Regions from separate parts of the Mus musculus genome. Here region 1 is linked to region 2. The links are chromatin contacts, called in public promoter capture Hi-C maps. All regions are on one chromosome and are shown on one strand. The core of a region is the stretch at or near the end of the contact, and the rest is flanking DNA. Distances in the headings are between cores, read along the strand shown. Region 1 holds the start of Rnase10 (ribonuclease, RNase A family, 10 (non-active)). Region 2 holds the start of Ttc5 (tetratricopeptide repeat domain 5).

Region 1 (5,631 bases), core at 1,041-3,540, 220 kb after region 2:
TACCCAAACTCCCTCAACACTACAGAAACTTCCAAAATTAGTCACATAGAAAGAACAAAGCAGTCCAGTGATCCCTCAAAAAGCCAAGTGGACCCAGGGCCCAAATAAGTAAGAACCCAAGATGGATGAATTGCACAGATTAGAAAGGGCCTCAATGACCGGGCATGGTGGCACATGCCTTTAATTCCAGCACTTGGGAGGCAGAGGCAGGTGGATTTCTGAGTTCGAGGCCAGCCTGGTCTACAAAGTGAGTTCCAGGACAGCCAGGGCTACAGAGAAACCCTGACTCGAAAAACCAAAAAAAAAAAAAAAAAAAAAAAAAAAAAAAGAGAAAGGGCTAACGAGTTATAAGGATGAATTATGATCAGGCTTATGTGAGTTCATTCTACAGATGTGAGTTGTTCCAATAACCAAGCCTGGCTTCATGGTCCCTTCCTGTAATCCCAGTACTGAGAGGCTGAGGTAAGAGAAATGACACAAATTCATGGCCAACCTGTGCTACACAGTGAGATTTTGTCTCCAAAACACCAAATAAGTAAATTAAATAACTTAAATTACTTATGCATTTGAGATCACTTCTCTTCTCAGGAGTAACCAACTGCTCTCTAGAGCCATGAGAAAAACAGCATAGACTAGAGCCAGTTATCACTCTCTTTATGCAGGTAGTATAAGATGTTGACACAAGACCACAGCTCTCATCTTGAAGGGGATAAAAGATAGCCATTTTGAGTGGTTGTGGGCCAGGAACACAGGTTTAGGTTAGCCCAAATTCCATGTTCCAATGTAGAAGCTGTTTTATGAACTTGGTAGTTTTATAGGATGATTAAGGCTGAAATCGAGGCAGATTTAAAATACATTGGTGGGTACCTCAGGGAGGCAGGGGCAGTGGAATGGGAGGAGCCGTTTTACAGGTGGAAGATGCTATCTGATGATATCCTGGGGCTGGTAGAAGCTAGTGCTCTGCTAAGTCAATAGATTCCAAAAGATTTCTGGTAGTCACAAGATGTTAGTTCCAACACAGATACAGGCAAGAAATGGCAGTTCTGGAAGGCTAGAACTAGTCCAAGATAAAGTAATAAGGTAAGTCTCTCCACAGTACTATACTTCTAACCAGTCAGTCTCTGCAGCCATAGCTTCTTTCTGGAGATTTTGTTCACAAAGACAAGGAGCAATGGGTGGCAGCTGGCAAAGCAGGAACCCATCCCCCGCCCTCCGTATTCTGCTAATCGCTGAACATCTCAAGGCTTCAAGTTTATTATAAAACTGGGGGAATAATTCTAACCTCCTCTGGTAAAGAAGTCCGGAAGGCCACATGAGGTCACTACTGTGCAAGTGAACTAAAATGTAAAACCATCTATCTGAATCCTCAGACCGCAGCAGCTCCTTCATGTGATTTACAAAGAAGGCCTTTTCCTTTACCTGAAGAAGACTTTGTGCCAGTCTTAATGCAGTTAGTTTAGCAGGGAGCAAGGTGAGGTTTTAGTCTCTACTTACACTTTTGTTGACCATTTGAGAATGAACTGTAGCTCAAAAGGCCAAAAACCAAACAAACAAAAGGAAAAACAAAAACAACCTCCCCCCCCCCCCAAAGCCTGTAGACAGCAGAACTCTGAGCTCACCACTTGGGTCTCCTGCATAATGACTACAGAAAGCATGCGTCTCGGGAGATGATCATCGTCATCATCTGGAGATGATCTGTGCCGTGCCTTATCAGTCCCAGATGCTCAGCCTTCAGCTGGAGAAAGGAACATCTATTGGACACGGTGACCTCACTGGTTTAGTTCACCACATGTAGGAGCTGATTGATGAGTTGTTCTGCTTTCATGTTCCTTTTCAAGAGCCAAATAACTACATTTACAAAATCTGGATTTTTTTTTCCCCACTGCAAATAATCAAATGAAGTCATGCTACCCTTGCAAAAATGTGAAAAGCAGTATTGGAAAGGTGCCGCAAACAAAAATAAAAACAAGACGCCAGATACTACCATTCCAGAAGTGATGGGAAAGGGCTGAAGGCAGTATGTGTAGAAAACAAGACAATCAGGCTTGGGACTCAGGCACAAGGTGAGACTGTTCTAAACCACAGGTCAGTGGGCGGAACTCAGAGTAGAACAGTTGATGGAATACAACTGTCTGCAGTTCTTCCAGGTAGAGGATACTTCCTGTCGTTTGCTTAAATTTCTTTACTTCAAAGTGTTTGTGGGAGCAGAAAGACACATTAGCTGAGTGTGTCCATTCTGTGCTGGGAAGGAAAGAAGGGGAGAGGCATGGGTTCAGGAGATCCGGCTGTGTTTAAAAGCCCTCAGCACACAAGGAGATAGCTACTTGTATGGAGAGCAGTTTCTGGGTACAGCTCACAGAGAAGGACGCTCTAGGAGAGCAGAACTGGGGACATAGGAAGAGCCAAGACTATCTAAAGCTGCTTACAAGTGTAGGTAAGCCACGTCAGGGTCGGGTACCTCAGAGAGCAAAGCCGGGGCCTCATGTATTCTAGGCAAGATCTCTAGCAGCTGAGCCACATCCACAGCCCATTCAGTTTCATTCTCTTGAAATTTCTTTCTCTCCTCTTCTTTAAAACAAAAACAAGCTCTGGCAAGTTTTTACTAAAGGAAATCTTTCCTGGTTTATCTCACCAGTCTGCTCTGGCAAGCTTCTAACAACGTCAGAGTCACTTGAGTCAATGACAGCCAGTGTGCACACTCTGCAGTATTTTCCACATGCTGTGCCAATGTAATGTTATTGCCACTGTAATGATGGATGCTAGTTTTTGGCCAAGATAAATTCTATGTGAGATTTCCTCAGCGCTGGGTGACTGTTGAGCAAGAAGGCCAACCGTGCCCTTCCCCGAGTCCTCGGCTTCAGAGTCTGCTCACACACAGCATGCACTTTCCACGTTTCATAACAAGTTTAACAATTTGGAGCCCAGAGCTGTTGACTGCAAAGACTGTAACTTCCTTTCAGCTACATCTTCCTGCCTTAGTTCTGGGATGGCCCCCAACCAAGAGCGGCTGCCAAAATAGCTGGAGCCTGAGAAAGCCGTACTGCATTTCTTCCCTAACCACAAATAGAAATACAAATGACAAGATGTAGCAGAGGCCTGGGCTGACTGCACATTTCTGCAGCTTTACTTTAGGAGTGAGAACGAACCCATTTCTCTTTCAGTTCATTTTTATTCCTTTTTGGGAAAAGGGTAATAATAACAAGCAAAATAAATCTGGGATAAAAATGGACACAATGCTTCCTAGAGCAAGGTTGTCTCTAAGAATTTCTCTGTACTCATTTGGCTTAGCTACTCTCTTTGGTGATTCGAGAATAATTTCTGTTTAAGAATCGGTGGGCGGGGGCTAGAGAGGATGGAGTGGCATCAAGTTTCCTCACTGATTACTCAGACAAGGACCAGCTTACAGTCACTTCTGTTAGCCACTTTCCAATCCTCAAGACCCACACAGGAATGGGGAATGTGAGGAGAAGGGGCAGAAGAAGTGTTCAAGAAAGAGATTCATTTCCTTAGGTAGGTGGAGTAACGGGGAGAATTCAGTGGAGTACTCAAGGTCTATTTTGCTGGCGTTGGCCAACCATGGCAGGGGCCAGAGTTTATCTCTACATCACGCCTTCATTTTCCTCTTCTTCTTCAGGCAAAATGAAGGTGACACTGGTGCATCTGTTGTTCATGATGTTGCTGCTGTTGCTAGGCCTAGGGCTGGGGCTGGGCCTGGGCCTTCACATGGCAGCTGCCGTCCTGGAGGATCAGCCACTGAATGAATTTTGGCCCAGTGACTCCCAGAATACTGAAGAGGGAGAGGGCATCTGGACCACAGAAGGTCTGGCACTTGGCTACAAAGAAATGGCACAACCTGTCTGGCCAGAAGAGGCTGTCCTCAGTGAAGATGAAGTGGGGGGAAGCAGGATGCTGAGGGCTGAGCCCCGCTTTCAGAGCAAACAAGACTACCTTAAGTTTGACTTGAGTGTCAGGGACTGTAATACCATGATGGCACACAAGATAAAGGAGCCTAATCAGAGCTGCATAAACCAGTACACGTTCATCCATGAGGACCCAAACACAGTCAAAGCTGTCTGTAACGGTTCCCTGGTTGACTGTGACCTCAAGGGGGGCAAATGTTACAAAAGTCCCCGGCCTTTTGATCTGACATTGTGCAAATTGGCCAAACCAGGCCAAGTCACTCCCAACTGTCACTATCTGACTTACATAACCGAAAAGGTCATTTTCATGACATGCAATGACAAGAAACAACTGGAGACTAAATGAAGCACCTTGTGCCTTTCCCTTCTCTTCGGCCCGTTGCCTCTCTTCTCTTGGATTTCCATTCACTGATGCTTCTGTCCCCTCCTTGGGTTTGCTAACTATAGAGAAGATCCTGGGAGGAGAGAATGGACCATCTCTGATTTTTGACTTCTGAAAATATAATTATTCTTTGTATTGGGGTGGGGAGGTGTCATTCAACTTGCATTTTTGTTCTGGGGGTCTGAAATGGCAAAGAATAATGCTTAGTTTCTCCTAGATATCTCTCACCTTCAATCCCTGTCCTACAAAGGCCAAACTCTAGACCCTACCTTAGCCATGGTCATCAGCTTGATCCCTGGATTGAGTACACCTTGGGTGTAGACTAGAAGAGTTTAATGCCTCCTTTATCTACCTCCTTCCCTGCTACTTACATAGGGACTCTACATGCTACCTACTTGTGGTAATCACAGACTTCTGGGCCCTATACAATGCAACACACTTCTCTGCTGCAGATGCAACTAAAGCCATTCAATCTAGGACTGTGTCTGGAAAGCCACGTGGCTAGGCTTCTTTTCCTGAGCCTGGAAAATCATAGAGCCTGCTGTGAGTTGGTGTAGGGCATAGGCCTGAAGATCAAACATGCCCTTCTCCCAGCCTTGAGCAGTCTAAATAGACCTTAAGTGTTTGCCACAGTTGGACCTTAATGACCCAGGTGGAGTCAATTTCCTACAGGAATACTGCTGGCTGAGCTTGCTTTACAATATAATCCAGCTGAAACAAAACAACTCAATCCAGCTGAAACAAAGGATGGGTCTGTTGGCTTTTCCTATATAAATGCAGTGTGCTGTGCTGACTATTAAACTTTGAGTCTTGATCAGAAACTTTGTCTTGGCTTCATCCATCTCTCACACCCCATCCTTTTTCATTTCCAGGCCCCCTTTCAGGTAGCCCAGTTCCTCCATGGCTGCTGGACAGCTACAGTCAAGTGCTTGAATAAGGACCCATCTTTCTCATCTTCCTACCCCTTTCCTCCTCTTCTCCTTTCACAACCTTCCTCTTTGCCTCCCTTTGTTTCTTTCCTGTCTGATACTTTTCTGTGTTCTTTTCTTTTACCTTTCTTTTTTGGGGGGGGGGGGTCCTCATTTCTCCAGATTTCTTTAGCCACTCAGTCAGCTAACATGTGGTATTGCAACTGTATTGGACAAGATGTTGGACCCATAGACTCAATCTGACATAGGGAGTTTGAAGGTAGATGGGGAGGAGGGGGGAGGGAAGGAAAGGGGGGATATATTTGGTTTTCAACTCAATTATATCCTAAATTAACTACAACCCAAGAAACTGGGTATATCTGTGAGGGGTTTTGCCCTGGCGGCTGTTATGCTAGTTCCT
Region 2 (5,789 bases), core at 3,287-5,786:
CTGTACATCAGGTCAAAGGACTAGACTTCAAACACTTCGTTACTAGAATGTTCAAGGACACCTGACCGTGCAGGTGTGGCAGAACAACCCTGTAATCCTAACATTGGGAACCGAACCAGAGGCACTACGTTCCAAGATGATTTCAAGGGCAGCCTGGTCTACATTCACTTCATGGCCAGCTTGATCTACATTCAAATTCTAGAACAGCCAGGGCAATATAGTTAGACCCTGTCACAAAAAAAAAAAAAAAAAAAAAAAAAAGAAGGCGGAGGAAGAGGAAGAAGAGGGGAAGGAGAAAGTACGTTCTTTTCTACCATTTGCTATAATCAAACCTCTGGAGTCAGTGTTGTTATCCACCCTGGGGCACAACAATACTCTGTGCTAACCTAAGGCAGCCACACACAGGATACCACACAGTCCACAGAGAAAGAGTACAGCACTACCACACTTCAGTGAAGGGCAGAAGGGTGAACGTTCCTTGGTGCTCATACCGAGTACTTCCTCCATCTGCTGCAGGGTCTTCTCCATCTCTTCCTGTACATCCTGCTGCTTCCGTCCTGCATCTTCGACACTATGTGTCTCAAAGTAACTGTCTCGAAAACAGTAGAGCCGATCCACCAGTCCCTAGCAAACAAGACAAGAACGGTATCATCCAATGGAGAGAGCACCTGACAAAGAGGTTTCACATTATCTTATAAGCCCTGGCCTAGCAACACTGGGTCTCCTATCTCGTGTGTGGAACAGAGCAACATGAGGGTCCCCAGTCCTCCCAAGTGCTACAGATCAGGAGGAAGAGCCAGGATTACAGGATCTCGTGGTCCCAAGCTGTCCCACAAAGGTCCCTCAGCACTACACGTGAACAGACCTCTCCAGCTCAGGCAGGGCTCCCATATGACCAAGCACTGCTCACACCGCAGATGGGAGAGAGACACCTTGAGACTTGAAATAAGCCAAAGTCAATAAGACTCTTTTATCTTATCCTGGCCCCCAAAAGAACTAAACTTTGCAGTTTGGCCCTTAAAGCTGGACTTCTGGGTAGGAGAGATGGTCCCTATGAGTAGAGGTGCCTGTCTACTGCCAAGACTGATGTCTTGGGCTCCAGAACCTACACAGGGAAGGGAGACTCCTGCTAGCTGTCCTCTGACCTCTACACATGTGCCCTGTCATATACCCAATACACACATACACACATACATACACACATACACACACATACTCACATATACACATACACACACACAGAGCATTCATAGTGACACACTCCTTTACAGCCAGGGCTACATAGAGAGACCAGTCTCAAAACAACAACAAAGGGGGTGTGGTTTAAATAAAGATGGCCCCCACAGGCTCAGAGATTTGAATACTTGGTTACCAGGGAGTGGCACTACTTGAAAGGATTAGGAGGTGTGGCCTGGTTGGAGGAAGTGCATCACTGGGAGTGGGTTTTGAGGTTTCAAAAGCCCAAGTCGACTCGAAGTCTCTCTCTTCCTGCTGCCTGCAGATCTGGACGTAGAACTCTCAAATACTTCTCCAGCACCATGTCTGCCTGTGGGCCACCATGCTCCCCACCATGATAACAGACTATGAAACCATAAGTCAGCCCAATTAAATGCTCTTTTTAAGAGTTACTGTGATCACGGTGTCTCTTCACAGTAATAGAACAGTAACTAAGATGGGGGTGGGAGGTGAGTACTGAAAAATAGACTTTTAAGCTCTGTTATCTCACAGATATAGCATGCATAAGGCACTCTGAGTCTCATTCCCAGTACCAACAAAAAACAAAAAAGCAAACAAACAGAAAACAACAAAAACCACTACACCCAAAATAAAACAGCACTTGTTTTTTTGTTTGTTTGTTTGTTTTCTTTTTTAAGTATCCATTATTTTTTCACATGCTGATAAATGAAAAATACATGGCCTTTCTAACTGTGACAAACCTGTAAGGAAGGCCTTGTTTTCCACAACAAAGCAACCAACTTGAACTTGGTGACCTTGGTATTTTGGGAGAACTTTGAGAGGTTTTTCTTGTTTACTTGGGGCATCTTCTGATTCTCTTGCATTTTTTTCTCAAGCAAATGTTAAATGCTTCTAAGCACTCATGATCAACTCCATAGAAGCTGAGATGTCAACTTCTCAGAAAGGCTTGCCCTATTATCCTACTTTGCTTTCACTTCCATGATAAAAGAAGAAAACAAGAAACAAAAGACAAACACTTTGGGGAGGAAAGGAAAGCCTCCAAATTGTCAGCCTTCAGGGGATGTCACAGCAAGGCTGGACCCTGGAGGCAGGAAATGAAGCAGGTCCAGGAGGACTGATGCTCACTGATCTGCTTTTCAGGCTGGTCAGCCCTGATGTTTTCCCTGCATGTACGTCTGTGTAAGGGTATTGGATCCCCTGGAGCCATGTGGGTGCTGGGAATTGAACCTGGGTCCTCTAGAAGAGCAGCCAGTGCTCTCTCAACCATTTAGCCATCTCTCCAGCCCCCATCAGCCTGCTTTCTTAAACAGTCCAGGACCATTTGCCCAAAGATGGTACTGCCCACAGCGGGCTGAACCCTCACACATCATCAATCATTAATAATAATAATTTTTTAAAAATGCTCACAGACCAAATGAGACATTTTCTCAATTGAGGTTCAGTCTTCTCAGATGATCCAATTTGTGTCAAGTTGAAAAAAAAAAAAAAAACAACTAACTAATCAGCACACTTCCTAGAGCAGCAGTTCTCCGCCCTGGGGGTGGAGACCTCTTGGAGATTGACCCCTCTCACAGGGGTCACATATCAGAGATTCTGCACATCAGATATTTACATTACTATTCAGAACAGGAGCAAAACTACAGTTATGAAGTAGCAACAAAAATAATGTTATAGTCCTGATCACCACAACATGAGGAATTATATTAAGGGGTCACAGCATTAGGAAGGTTGAGGACCGCTGACCTAAACCTAATTAGTGCCTTCCTCTCCTCCTCTCTAGTTAATCACACTTTTTTTTTTCCAAAATGCCTATCATTTTAAATGATATGGCCTATTCATTCATTACTTTCTGAAATGGCTGATGTAAGTTCCATAATGGAAAGAATTTCTTGTTGATTAGGGCTATACTTAATCACTAGAACAAGGGCTGGGTCATGATCAACTCACATTAAATACAGTGGTTAAATTAACTAATGTAGTGCCTATGTTATTAACAAATTCGTATGCATAAGTAAAGTCCTACCCTGATAAAAACAATAAGCTGACACCTTCTTTATAAGTATTTCTTAACTTTATGTATATTATTCCCAGGAAAAACAGGTCCTGAAGAGACTGGTTTCAGCACATATATAAAGTCAGCATGCTCTACTCTGTTCTATAATAATAATAAAATGGTCAACATGATCTGTGGAACACAATTTGTGGAATTTTTAAGAGAGTTCTAAGCAACAGTCACAGCCAGTTTCTTTTTGTCATGCAATGAGCATGGCTGTAAAGTTAAAGGAAAGTGTTATTGTTGTGTTTTAGTCGTTTTGATTTTGCTGAACAAACTTCTGTGGTGGCAACAGCAACACAAATGAGTTGTTAATGAATAGGAAAGTGTGAAAACAGGAAGTGATTCACGGCCACTCCAAATAGCCTCAAGGACAACACCATTCTGCATAACGTTTTGTATTTCTTTCCTATGCATACAAATGTACAAAGTGCATCCAAAGTCTCGCTGCCGATAGGATTAAAAATCTGACTTCTGCCAATCCCACTAAGGAATAGTTAACCAAAGTCCATGTTCTGAGTGTTCTTTTAACTCCCACAAGAAACAAAGAAACCTAATCAATGCTTTAAATTTTGTTAGATTTGGTGGCTCAGGCCTTTCATCTCACCACCTGCGAGGCAGAGACAAGTAGATCTTTAGGAGTTCGAGGCCAGCGTGGCCTGTAAAGCCAGTTCCAGGCGACCCTGATTCAAAACAACAAACAAAATTGCTAGAAGTGTATCTAGTTTAAATGCAAGGATGTCTTCGACCACAAACTAAGTTTCGGAGGCTTAAAGAAAATCTTAACTATTAAAAACAAAAATAAAAACGCATACTTGAAGGAAACTCCTCTCTGCCTTTCCACAATAGTCACCTGGGGAGTGGGTGGGGTTAAGAGATTAACTCGACAAATCCGAAAACCAACAACCAGGGCATCTGTTCTGCAGTCTATTTCTGAGTGTGGCCAAGTTCAATGCAGAAAGATGCTAAAGAAATGGCTGCTGCTGTGGAGCACAAACAACTCGGTTAACAGTCGGCAGCCACCTGCCACTCCGCGTACAAAGCTACTTGTTACCGAGGAAACCCGGTGGGCAGACTCCCTCCGGGCGCCCACCGAGCAGCCCTCAGCACCGGCTGAACCGCCGCACTCCGCCGCCCGGGCCCTGACCACTGCACTTCCTCCTTTCAGAGCAAGGAGCCAAAAGATTTTAACTCACAGCCTCACCTGCAATTTCTGCAAGACGTGCTTCGCTTCTTCCTCTTCATCAGCCATCATCCCAGCCGCTCTCAGCGTCTCCTCCCCCAACTTTTCAACCACAGAGACTCAGCCATGCCTACGCTGAAACCACAGCGACCCCTGGGGCTCCGGAGGCCCATCTGCGCCTCAGAGACACAGCTACAACCCAACTTAATCCAGAACTTGGTGTCTCAAAGATGCCCTAGAACTGCTTTGGGGTTTTGTTTTGCTTCTTTTTATTGCGACAGAATCTCACCCACCAAGTAGATCAGATTGGCCACGTAGATCAACGTGGCTATGTTGTCCAGGCTGGACTTTTGCCACAAACCCTCAAACTGGGATAACAAACACCTGCTGAGTTTGTGATCACTTTCGGTTTCATAAATAAATTTCCTAGTTTTATAATTCCCTTCCCAAATTCTGGAATCAAAATGTTCTTAAATTAATTCCATTCATTTTTTTGTTTTGTTTTGTATATTCTTGTCCTTTTTTACATCACTCTTAGAAAGCAAGGCCGACTATGAAAGTATGCATGTCAGGTGGTATTTGGAAGAGAACTCCCTGCAAGGGAACTTGTCTGAATATATACCAACTGAAGATATCTGCACGTGTAATTTTTAGCTTTTTAATGTATGATCCTAATAAGTCTACTATGTTTGAGGCTGGCATGCCACCATACTGTACATTAATAATGTTCTCATGTTTATTATTTCTGTAATAAACCATCTCTGAAGAGAGAAACAGGGATTGAGAACTGCAGGTGACTTGAGAAGTCTTCTCAGTGTATTTTCCATTTTTTACCTTGAACATGAATTGCCTATTCAAAAATGAAAAATTTAAACCTTCTGTTTGTTTGAGACAGAGTCTGATATATCCCAAGCTGGCCTGGAACTTGCTATGTAGCCAAAAATAACCTTGAATCCCTGATCTTCCTGCAACCACTTCCAAGTGCTTGGATTATAGACATTCGTTACCCCTGGTTTTTAAGTTTTGAGACACGGTCTCACTATGTAACCTCAATTGTCTGAAAGTCTGTATGTAGATCAGGCTGACCTCGAACTCAAGGAGTTCCTCCTGTCTCTGCCTTCTAAGTCCTGAGATTACAGACAGGCATCACCACATCCAACCACAATCTTAAAACTTTTAAAATTCCTTTGCTAAAAAAATTATCTCTGCAAAAAGACATTAAACACCTCCAAATGCTTCCAAAAAGACTGTGCAGCAGAGACAAAGAAAAAAAGTGATCATTTCCTGAAGTGGAAATTTCTGGAGACTCAGGTCATAATGCTTTGCTGGGGCAGACAGGTGAAAGGATGTTTGGCT

The links. Promoter capture Hi-C pulls out the DNA fragments that hold promoters and counts their contacts.
Region 1: a promoter capture Hi-C map of liver shows a contact between it and region 2, with 2.1 times the contacts expected there. The contact joins the promoter of Rnase10 here to the promoter of Ttc5 in region 2. A contact is called at or near these places in 6 of 39 promoter capture datasets (the C10 cell line, hippocampal neurons, liver and 2 more), 5 of 484 Hi-C or Micro-C datasets (bone marrow-derived macrophages, cerebral cortex, extraembryonic endoderm stem cells and 2 more), 2 of 115 datasets of contacts at active chromatin or transcription factors (bone marrow-derived macrophages and microglia) and 3 of 9 other capture datasets (adipose tissue, liver and macrophages).

Annotation. Positions count from the first base shown.
Region 1 is chr14:51,005,639-51,011,269 of GRCm38.p6, forward strand. Rnase10 (ribonuclease, RNase A family, 10 (non-active)) reads left to right here and starts at 2,291. Exons shown (of 2, transcript NM_029145.3): 1 at 2,291-2,434; 2 at 3,635-5,120. The coding sequence starts at 2,329. The coding sequence ends at 4,266.
Region 2 is chr14:50,780,984-50,786,772 of GRCm38.p6, forward strand. Ttc5 (tetratricopeptide repeat domain 5) reads right to left here and starts at 4,537. Exons shown (of 10, transcript NM_001080949.2): 1 at 4,455-4,537; 2 at 492-624. The coding sequence starts at 4,505.